Regions from separate parts of the Gossypium hirsutum genome. Here region 1 is linked to region 2. Evidence: chromatin contacts called from public Hi-C data. All regions are on one chromosome and are shown on one strand. Each heading gives the region's core, a stretch centred on a gene start, on an enhancer-like site or on the middle of the called end of the contact. The rest is flanking DNA. Distances are from core to core; before and after follow the strand shown.

What was found. A called contact is a pair of places that touch in the nucleus more often than the background predicts.
Region 1: a contact with region 2 is called in a Hi-C map of hypocotyl, with 2.2 times the contacts expected there. The contact joins the enhancer-like site here to the promoter of LOC107913819 in region 2. A contact is called at or near these places in 12 of 34 Hi-C or Micro-C datasets (anther, callus, hypocotyl and 3 more).

What each region holds. Positions count from the first base shown.
Region 1 is chrA08:22,902,673-22,908,743 of Gossypium_hirsutum_v2.1, reverse strand. It overlaps LOC107897857 (ethanolamine-phosphate cytidylyltransferase), which reads right to left. Exons shown (of 10, transcript XM_041074720.1): 6 at 5,142-5,209; 7 at 4,236-4,356; 8 at 3,442-3,507; 9 at 3,235-3,350; 10 at 2,325-2,752. The coding sequence ends at 2,719. Among protein-coding and RNA genes, the nearest start is that of LOC107897857, 6.9 kb to the right of the region's middle. Within about 2 kb of position 1,788, at least 6 of the 9 cell types and tissues checked have an H3K27ac peak or open chromatin away from gene starts, as enhancers often do.
Region 2 is chrA08:23,060,933-23,066,443 of Gossypium_hirsutum_v2.1, reverse strand. LOC107913819 (sodium transporter HKT1) reads left to right here and starts at 2,658. Exons shown (of 3, transcript XM_016842505.2): 1 at 2,658-4,075; 2 at 5,281-5,508. The coding sequence starts at 2,844.

The DNA.
Region 1 (6,071 bases), core at 539-3,038, 160 kb after region 2:
ACATAAACATCGAGAATAATATAAAAACATGTCAAAAACTAATTAAGACAATTCCAAAGTAATAAAATAATTAAAAATCATAATATAAAAAAAATAAACGTGCTAATATGTTGGGGATAAATCAGGTTAAACAACGAACAAGTAAAATAATGAAAAAATTGACACAATCGAACACAAATATTTTTCGTAGAAAAATCCCTCGAGAAGGATAAAAAATTACGGACAAAGATAATTTCATTATAATGGAAAACGAAGAGTACAGGAGATGGAGATAAAACTAAACCCCGAAACTCAAAATAAAAACCCTCAAAATTAAATACAAAATTCTCAGAAAGTTTGTAAAAACTAATACTTAATTGTATAATGAGTTATTTTTCTAGGGTGAAAAAGAATATATTGATATACTAAATTTGTAGGTTAAATAATTTTAAAATAACTTACATTAATTAGAGTTTAAATAAAAAAAATCGAAAAATACTTACGAATTTTTAAGCAGATTCTAAGACAATGTATTAAAAGTTAGAAACACCATTGTGGAGGTTTATAGTCAAATTCTAGTGAATAAAGAAAAGTAAGTCAATGATATTTCCTTAAATTGAATAAAACGAAACATAAAGCCATATATTAAAAAATTCTAGGTAATTTATCAAATTTCTTATTATAACCATAAATAAAACAAAATGATGTTTCTAAATATATACATCTCATAAAAGGAAAATAATTGACATAGATCATAAATATATCATCTACTTAGGTTTTTGTTTTTTATTTGATTCAATTCTTCATCTATTATAGTTATAATAGTAAGAAAATTGTAATCTTAAAATCGTTGGACCCATCCAATCAAAATTGAACACACTAAATAATCATTTTAATTTTTAGTATTTGTATTATTTTTAATTTTACCAGCCAGTCTATGTTTCGTGTGTTCAAGACCCAACAAAGTTAATTTCTTTGTTGAAAGACGAAAGAATAAAATTGGTTTGAGTGGGAAGTTGAAGAGAGGGACGTCCACCTAATCATTTATTAGTTTAGTGCTTATAATTTATTTTAGTTTTTTTTTTTTTACTTTTTACAATTTTAAAATTTTAGTTTTGATTAATTATTAAATTGGTTATAAGTCTATATATTCTTCACATTTTCAAAATTTAGTTTTTATAATTTTAATTTTAGGAATTTTATCCTTTTTTTATTTTCAAATTTTAAAATTCAGATCAGGTTATTGACAAAGTTTTTTTTTTTGTTAAATTTGTTATTGTGACATGTTAGAATTAAAGAAACATCACTTAGTAGTTACGTAACTAAAAAGTACATTATAATGAACTTAAATTTAATAAAATAATTTTAACAGCATTAATAGTTAGACATGAATTTTGAAATCTGAAAACTAGAACAATTAACTTCCTCGAAATAAAAGTATAGAAACTAAATTTCAAGTTTTCATTAATTTTTGCTATTTTCAAATTTTAATGTGGCAAGCATATTATCATAAATGTAATTACTCGCAAAAAAATAATTAATAGATTTAATGACTTTACACATAATATAGACTAAATTTGTAACTTTACACATAATATGTGACTAATAGCATAATTTAACCAATTAGATTGAAGTGCCACGTTGGATCAAGACTAAAATTTAAATTTCAAGAAGTATAGGGCCTAAAATTGACTAATTCAGAAAATATAAGACTAAATCCACAACTTAAGCAAAGTACAGGGTCTAATAAGAATTTAACCTAATTTCTCCTATTTGTCGCCGGATTTGCCCTCCGTTATAGAGGACGACGAGTCCTTTCCGGAGAATCAAGAACAAGCTATAGTTCTCTTCATTATGATAGTAATCCTCTGTTGCGTTCCCATTCTATCTTGTTCAAATTCTAACCTTATCTCTAGCTCTCCTTTTCCCCTAATAGTTCATGTTTTTCTTCACCATGTTGTAATAACTGCTGCAGTTTCCGAGTTTCGTGGTTGGATACGATTTCCTCGTTCAGTTTTTGGAATTGAAAATAATGTGGGCAAATGACGTGGATTTAGCTGATATTGATGAGGGCTCCTGCCCAGGAAGCTACCGATTCAATTGATGTACAAGAAAACAACGGCTACTGATTCATCACTCCAATCACATGGTTTTTTTCTGTACTTCCAACGTGAGTCATATTTCCTTTCTTTAACGGTAAAAGAGATTCTGCGTTCGTTCGTGCAAAGCAAAAAGAAAACAGAACCAAATATCAAATCAGGTCACTCTTGATTACATGATTGTTTTCTGTTACGTCTTTTATCGTAAACCACCACTCTGAAACAATCAAAATAATTAGGCAAATATACAGAGTACCTTTGCTTTTGAATTAAAAGCACACAAAAATCATGCGCCCCACCCAAGGGAGGGGTAAAGTAATCAGTGATTACATTGTTTACAAGCATCGTAGTAAACAAATTATTAAAGGGTTCTTCAAAATCTCAGAAAACTGGGGTAAAAAAAATTGGAATAACAAAAATTATATAAATTAAGCGTTGGCTTGGAAGTTTCTGGTATTGATGCCATGCCTTGCACTCTTTCTATCTTCCAATAATACTGTCTGTGTCTTCCACAGGCTGATATAATCATCTACATCAATATGAATTGTTAAGGCAGCATGAAGAGCTGTACCAAACTCGCTAACATTAGAAACCTAAATCAGCTACTCTCCTGCGACATAAGTCTTCTCTTCATAGTATTTCATTTCACTCTGTGCCTTCTTCGCATTGCGTTTCTGCATTGAAATTCAGCAGAAAATTTTGAGGATAGAGATGATATTTAAATATATCCAAGCATTCAGTAAAGGGTTAAACATCTGAAATAACACTATCTTGCAGGACTTAAAATGAAGAAACTAGTAAATGTAGAAAACATCCATGATTCAGGTTACTAGTTAAGACATTTTGATACGCAAATCAGATACAAAGGAACTAGAAAATTACAACTGATCTCTCTTCTAATTGAAAATGACCAACAAAATGCGATTGATGTTAGAAGCACACTCCTTTCAGTGCATGCCTCATGCAAAAAGTTTTTCAACAATATCCATAGCCAAGATATAATCTGTAATCCATAAATTAAATGTCTAGCACGTAATGTTGTTCTGAAAGAATGTGAACAATTGCCGATCAATTTCCACTTCTATTTAAGCATCAAATAATCAAACAAGAATAAAATTTCCCATGCAGTCTAGTGTAAGTAAGTAGTACCACATACGCCTCATGATTGGCAACTATCCTTTGGGATACAGAACTCGTGGTTAAACTTTTTGGGCTTTCAAGCAACCGAAAAATTCCCATGCTCTTCGGAAATGCATATGGATCAGTTTCACCCTGTACAAAGCAAAATCAGCAATTCTTCCAAATCCATAGACACAAGGGGTCATAACAATGAATTAAATCCTAAGAGGGTCTGAAAACTTACAGGCAACAAAGAATTACTCTCTGCAACAGTTCCATGCACAACAATAGAAATGTTGAAGGTCGTAATCTGTTAAAAGAAAGAAATATTATGAGCCATGACAGCTTTCCAATTTTGAAGAGTGAGAGAGCAAATAGCAATGGTGATAGTAGTAGTAGCAGCGGCAGCAGCAATAATGCAATTACCAATAGAATTGCTGTAGAGAGTACAGAAATGCACAACCAGTTAACAACAAACAAAAATGAGTAATTCTTAAAGAAAAGAAATGAAAAGAAAAACATATTTCTTGTATTTTTTCAGGCCTGAGAAGGAGGGGGGATTTCTAAATCCAAGACCTGACTACAGAAACTAGTAACAACTAAATCATCAAGCCGTATGGCACAAGTATTTAATGGATGGACATGCTTTGGCATATAAGGAGGATGTGTCTACTCTTTAAAAGGAACAATATCTTGAATCTAAATTCTTGTTTCTGGATGCATTATTTTGTACAAGATTTGATAAAATGGATAATAAGAATAAGGAATACATGAAAATAAGACTTATTCCCCCTTATCGAACCAAGACCCTTTCCTTTTGCTCACTTCAAATGCTTAAAAATGAAAATAGAGGTCCTCATCACCATGATTAGGTCATGTTAAAACTTACAGCCAACAGACTATAGCTTGTTGCATATTTTTGTGCCACCACCAAGGAAATAACTATGCTAAACCGATACAAATAAATAGATACGTAATCGAAGGGATGTACAATTAATTTATAGACATAGCAATATAAAATTCAAGAGAAAACCACACCATGTCCTTAGTAACTTCCCAAGGAGCACCAATGATAACTTCATCAACATAACGGCAAGCTAACACACTAAGACTGCGCTCATGAACATGCATAACTGGGTAAGGCATCCCCCTGTGCTCTCTGCATGCAAAGTAGACGCATGAGTAATATCTTATATAGAAACTCTTTAGTAACACTACAATTTGTCACACCCACAATGCGGGTGAAAGAAAATATTTTTTGTTAAAATTTATTCAATAATGAATATAGGTCGAGTGGTAATGAACTTGTATTTTAATAGTATTGAACATATGTTCAATCCTTGGATTTGTAATTTATAATTCTTTTATTTGAAGGTAATATAAAAGTATGAAAAGACAAAAAGTGTTATCATAATAATATTAATTATAATTTAAAAGAATAGGTATTTCTGTAATCTCGTAACAGAGTTGGTGAGCTGCTAAGTGTGACACCAACTCAGCGCAGTGCTTAAATGTAGTATAGAAGATGAATGAAAATATTGTATGTTAAAGATATTTTCTGTTAAAATTATTCAATAATGAATATAAGTTGACTGGTAATGAACTTGTATTTTAATACTATTGAACATGTGTTCAGACCTTGGATTTGTAATTTTTAATCTTTTAATTAAAGATAACACAAAAGTATGAAAATAAAAAAGTGTCATCATAATAATATTAATTATAATTTAAAAGAAGAGATATTTTTATAATTTCATAACTGAGTTAGTGGCCCGGTTAAGGGTGACACCAACTAAATAAAGTGCTTAAATATAGTTTAGATAAGCAAATTTACAAGCGTGTATCTGAAGTTAACTCTCAACCTTCTAGACTCAAGTATTACAACAAAATTTAAAGATACTAACAAAACAAAAAGATAAACGAAGCATAAAATAAATGAAGTACCTCACAATATGGTCTGTATGGATACCAACAAGCAAAAAGTCTCCAAGCTGCCTAGCCTTCTTAAGGATCTGAGTAAACATGGACAACATGGAATCAGTTGCAGAACTTTCATTTTTCCAGAAAAACAAATAACATGGAACGTAGATCAGTGGATCACAAATTATAGCATTTTCTTTTCAGGTCTTAAAGTTTATGATGGTATATACCCTCTCTCACTCTTTCAGACAAATCCTCACCCAGCCAGGGCCCCCTCACCCAAAAACATAAATAAATAAATAAGGTTGTTTCTCCTCTTCTCCAACAATCAGAAATCATAAACTCGTAAGTTTAATATTCTTAATTTCTTCAATCTTATTCAGTAGCCACAAGAACATATCATTCTCAGCATTGCAGTCCTCCTTCCTAACTCCAAACCTTTTTCTGCCTTTCCAATGACTAACTGCATATTTCTAGCAGTAACCTCCAAGTTTTTGTTACAGTTTCTATTTTCTTTGTTGATCCACCAAAGGATCACAATGCATTCATAGGACTTTCAAGATATATGGTCCATCACCAACATTAGATGCGGGTGGTGATGGCAGTGTAAGTCCCAGCACAGGCTTTCTTAACACCAAACATTGTTGTGGATTAACCAATGAATATATGAGCACATTTTCTGATCTTGATTATGAAAAATAATATCAGCTAATTAAGGATGAAGCATTAGACCACTTCCATATTTAAGGCAATGTCCTTTACAAATGAGAATAATTAACCTTTTCCCTGAAAGATCAGTCAGAAGATGTCCACATCCAGACTAGCATGTTATTGATTCAAAAAAAGGTTCTCAATTACAAAGTGTAATTAAATGTTACAACAAAACACATCAGATGGTGCCATATTGGGATTAATTAGCTGTTTGGTAGTATGATGAAGATTACAGCATTTCAA
Region 2 (5,511 bases), core at 1,409-3,908:
AATGTAATAAAAATAAATTTTTCTATGTCGGATCCGTGGTCTCGAAACCACTTGACTAGGCCTAAAATCGGGCTGTTACACACTGAAACTACTATTTTTGATACCATTGAAAAACGAGTTGTTATAGAACCAATTAAAACTCCTTTAACTTTGGGCTTTAACTTGTTTCGTAACTAAGAAACACTTATTTTAGGGTTTTCTCCTTATCAGTACCATTAGAGAATTCTTTATCATTAGAAATTTCTTTACCAACGGTGGGTTCACTTTATGTGTTTAAACCAACCTCCTAAGATCTGCCTTGATTCCCACCCAGAGCCTTAAATCTAGATCCTCCATTTTGTCTACCTTGAATGTCGTTTACCTTAACCCCCAAGCTTCTGCCATTACGCCATTGCCGACATTCAACTAACATCCAAAGTCCGTAGTCCTCCTCTTCAACTCGCTGATTTAGATCTTGAGAACCAAGTTTTTTCGGCATTGCCATATTGATGAGATTATCTTCCATTAGTGAATAGGCACAACCTTTCTAGCTTAAATCAGACCCATATCCATACAGACCACATTTGAAATAGACATAGGGTAACGACTCGTATTCAACCCTCTGAATATGACCATTAATCCTAACTTTAGAGATCAACGACTTTCTTAAATCAACACAAATGGCTAATCTAACGAAATAAGTGTGTTCATCAATCATAACCACCGAACTAATCACTTGTCTAATAACTTGGAGAATACAAGGTGAATAGTAACTTTCAGAAAGTCCCAACAACCAGATCCATACCACTTGGATTCCCCCCTATCCTGAGTCGTCAAAAAATTCGATGTACAAGGACGAATCGTCAGATACTGACCAAATATCACCCAAGGTCCATTTGTTAGCACTTTATTATAGTCATCCTCTTCACTAAATTGAACCAAATAATAATCATTTTCCAAACCCATTAATTGGAATGGAAAATTTGTTTTCCATAGTATTGTGATCCTATTTAGCAGTGCATTGAAGGCAATTTTCCTACCCAAAAGCTTTACATTCTTTATCTAACCTTTTTCGTTACCCTAGCTACAACCGAATTTTAGATATCAGGACTTGTTCCAACTATGAAAATCAGTGAGGGGGCTATTGGCTATAGCACCCAAACATTACTACTGTTGTTAGTTCTTAGTGGCTAGCCCTCCTGAGAGTTCCATAAAGTTAGGGAGGGAAGGCAATAGCCACATAGAGAGTTTAGGGTAGAGTGAGAGGATATTGTTTTTTTTTTCTTTGCTCACAATAAATTCGTATTTGTTCTTGTTTATTAATTGTATAGTTAAAATGAATAAAATCTCTATTATTAATAAAACCTATGTATTTAGTGTCATATTAGTAATTAAAATAACATTAAAGATATTCTTATCCATTCCAAATCTTTTTCCAAACTCGTACTTTTACATATATTATAAATTATAGAAAACAAATATCTTTACTCATCCAACATGTTTTTAAATTAAAAAATATATATATGAATTTTTAATAAAAATAAAACAACATTTTTAAATACCATATGGAGTAAATTTAGTATTTAGTTTTCCGGAGCAGCCTTTACCTCCATGGCGCAGCCCCTAGTCAGAATAATAAATAAAAAGTGATATTATACGGTTGGCTTTTATTATTATTATTATTATTATTATTATTATTATTATTATTATTAAAAAAGAGAGACATACCCCAATGCTCACAAAATTGGAGGAAAGAGTTATTAAAATGATTTTTAATCAAATGGTTATATTCTACTCCTTAGTGTAGATAATGTAATTTATTATAACCGTTGCGCCTGCATAAAATGCTGGCCATATTATTAGAATAATAAAACCAAATTAAATGAAGATCACCGAAAGAAAAAGGTTAAATTCTGTAAGCAGTCCCTATACTGTTATATTTCTTGTGAATTTGATCACTTTACTATAATTTCAACATATTTAGTCCCTCTGCTATTCAACAATCAAAATTTCAATCCTAAACTAAAGACGTTGAGTAACCTAACATGGCACTATTTTAAATAGAGAATTTAAGGTGTTTGACATGGCTTGTACACCTAAGCATGTATTATTGCCACGTATTTCAACCAAAAATAAAAGAAAACGAAAACCCTCATCCTCTAATACTTCTGGGCAGGGAAACAGTAAAGAAATGAAAATGAAATTGTGTTGGAGGTTCGTTGCTTGAAGCTGACCCAAAACATCTAAACGATAGGAAATTATCATAGCAATGAAAGAAGAAAATTTCAACACAAAAAGGAATTGAAGAGAAGCCGAAGTATGGGTTTAGGGGAATATACGCTGAAATCGAGGAAGCATGGATGAAACATTCTTTTCATTTCATATAATATAACCCTCTTTTCTTCATTTTCTTCCCTGTTTTGGGTGATTATACTACGTGGCAATCATAAATACCGACCTGTACACAGAGTACATGACACTCTAAAGCCACTTAATTACAGATAATGCCATGTCATGTTGTTTAACGGTACAAACGGTGAAAGTTCGTAAAGGATTTTCAATTAATACAAGGATTAAAATTGTTCAAACTATAGTGAATGAATCAAATCTGAAAGAACTTACAGGGATTATTTAAAACATTTAACCAATTATATATAGTTAAGTTGATTTGTCACATGTGCAGGGAAATCCCACTAAGTTTTTTTTTTTTTTATTTCTCTTTGAAAATCTCACCAAGGTTTTTTTATTTGTTTCTCTTGGGAAATCCCACTAAGTTGGACAAGAGCTCCTCTCTGCCCCTCTGTATATATACCCCTACTGCTCAAAGGTCAATATGTTATCATACAACTTTCTTCGTAATAAAGATGAGTAACACTATTATCTGCTTCGGTAGAAAATTGGAGCATTTTAGTAGCACTTCACGCTCCAAACTATCATGCTTCAACCAATCCTATCGTGGTTTGATATCCACTTGTTTCCGTTTCTTGGTCTTTAGAGTGAACCCTTTCTGGGTTCAGCTTGCTTATTTCATAGTCCTGTCTTTGGTTGGCTTCGGGGCATTGAAAATGTCAAAGCCAAAATCCGGCTCAGTTAGTCCTAAAAGCATAGACGTGTTCTTCACTTCTGTATCAGCAACAACGGTTTCAAGCATGTCGACTGTAGAAATGGAGGTTTTTTCCAATACCCAACTTATTATTATAACTATTCTGATGCTGGTAGGTGGGGAGGTCTTCACTTCCATGCTTGGACTTCTGTTGGGGAGGTTCAGGTTTGAAACACCTCCAAGTTTCGATGGGGACATTGTAAATTCTATTAGCAATAGGGGCCTCCAATCAGACTACAGCTTGACCTCAAAAAACATTGCCCAGGAAGTGGAGTTGGGTAGGATTACTTTTTCAGCCTTAGCGAATGAGAAACCTATCAATGACTTAGAAAGTAACAAAAACTTGACTTCCGATATTAAGAGTCTCAAGTATAAGGCCACTAGGTGTTTGGGGTATCTGGTTTTCGGGTATCTTTTAGTAGTCCACGCAGTTGGTTCTAGTCTAGTTTCTATGTATGTAAGCCTGGTTTCAAGCGCCAGAAAAACACTGAAAACCAAAGGTATTGATATACGAACATTTTCTTTCTTCACTGTCGTTTCTACGTTCGCAAACTGTGGGTTTGTTCCAACAAATGAAAACATGATAGTCTTCAAGAAGAATTCGGGTCTTCTGTTGCTGCTAATTCCACAAATTCTTATTGGGAACACTCTTTATCCAGCTTGCCTACGAGCCTTGATATGGGTTTTTGACAAAATGACAAAAAAGGTGGAGTTCAGTTACATCCTGAAGAACTGGAAGGAGATGGGTTATAGTCATTTACTGTCAAGCGTTCATTCTTGTTTTCTTGCTGCCACTGTTTTTGGGTTGACATTAGTTCAGTTTATTCTCTTCTGCTCAATGGAATGGAATTCAGAAACCATGGATGGTTTTAGTTCATATCAGAAAGTTGTGGGCTCGCTGTTTCAGGTGGTTAACTCAAGGTATGCTGGTGAATCGGTAGTTGATCTTTCCACCATCTCCTCAGCAATCTTGGTGCTCTTTGTTGTTATGATGTGAGTCTCTCTCTCTCTCTAGTCCGTTTTTATCTCTCTCTCTCTCTTTTTTAATTACTTGGTGTATATTCTTCAACAAAATTCCGTGACAACTCGCTAGCTAACCACATCCACTATGCACCCTTACCCCACATCAACCTCATCTTCATATTCTTCTTATCTAGAGAACATATATATTCCTTTTGATCATTGTTTTTAGGGAATATGTATATTATTACCTTTTGACTACTTTTACCCACTCCCATAATTCTCCCATTTTATCGAAAGGAATTAATGCCTACTCATATTTCTTATTTCAGAAATTTTCCTAATTTTTTTAATTTAAAATTAAAAAGGGTATTTTAATATGCGGGTTCAATATTTGCGGTGACTATGAAACAATTTTAAAATTCATAATAAACATTTACTAAGGATCTACAAAATGTGAAGGATTAATCAATAAGCTCGATCCGATTGATACCTTAAAAAAGCCAAAAAGAATAAATTAAGAAGGGAAGACGATGGATCTTATGATTTGGTAAAAATAAATAGAAGATTTTTTTTTATACTTTTGAAAAAAAAATTATTCTTCAATTTATTGTGCTTCGGTGGTATTTTTAAAATTCATGAGATTAAAATTAAATCTGCCAATATTATTAATTATAAATCAATTTAGAAATTTCCACCTTATTTTAATTTACTATTTTTTGTTTTACTATTAATTTAATTTAATTTTTAAAAACTACAAAAGTAATACTATTTTATATTTACTTATTACATATACAAATAATTATATTATTTATAGAAAAATAGTTGAATTTATATTTTAAAGATATGCGTACATGTTTTGGTGTTTGATGTCATTCCATCCATTTTGGTTGATAATATAGTGAAAACAAATGGGGTTTAGCACTTGCCTCGTTTAACTTTTGAAGTGGGTTTTGAGTATTCTGACCCCACAAATTCTGTATATAGAAGTTTTTCTTTTGTGTATTTAGCTGTTCAATATCTCCAGCCTCACATTTCCGCCATCTATTCTATCATATACGATTAACTTTGTTACACATACGTCATCATTGTATAAGTAAAAATAATTCAAGTTACATAATTGAACGTATTATTATGATTTTATGTTCGATTTTTGTATTAATTTATAATAATATAACATATATGAATAAATGTAATTTGATTTAGGGGATATATATATTTCATTCTTTATTTTTCAGGTATCTCCCTCCTTATACTTCCTTTATACCAACAAAATATCAGAAAAAGGAAATAGAGAAAGGAAGTCAAAATGAATCAGCAGGGAAGAGCATTTTGGACTGTGTTTTGTTCTCTCAACTCTCATACTTGGCCATCTTCATCATCCTAATTTGCATCTCCGAAAGACAAAAATTGAAGGAAGATCCCCTCAACTTCAATGTGTTAAACATCACCATAGAAGTCGTAAGGTA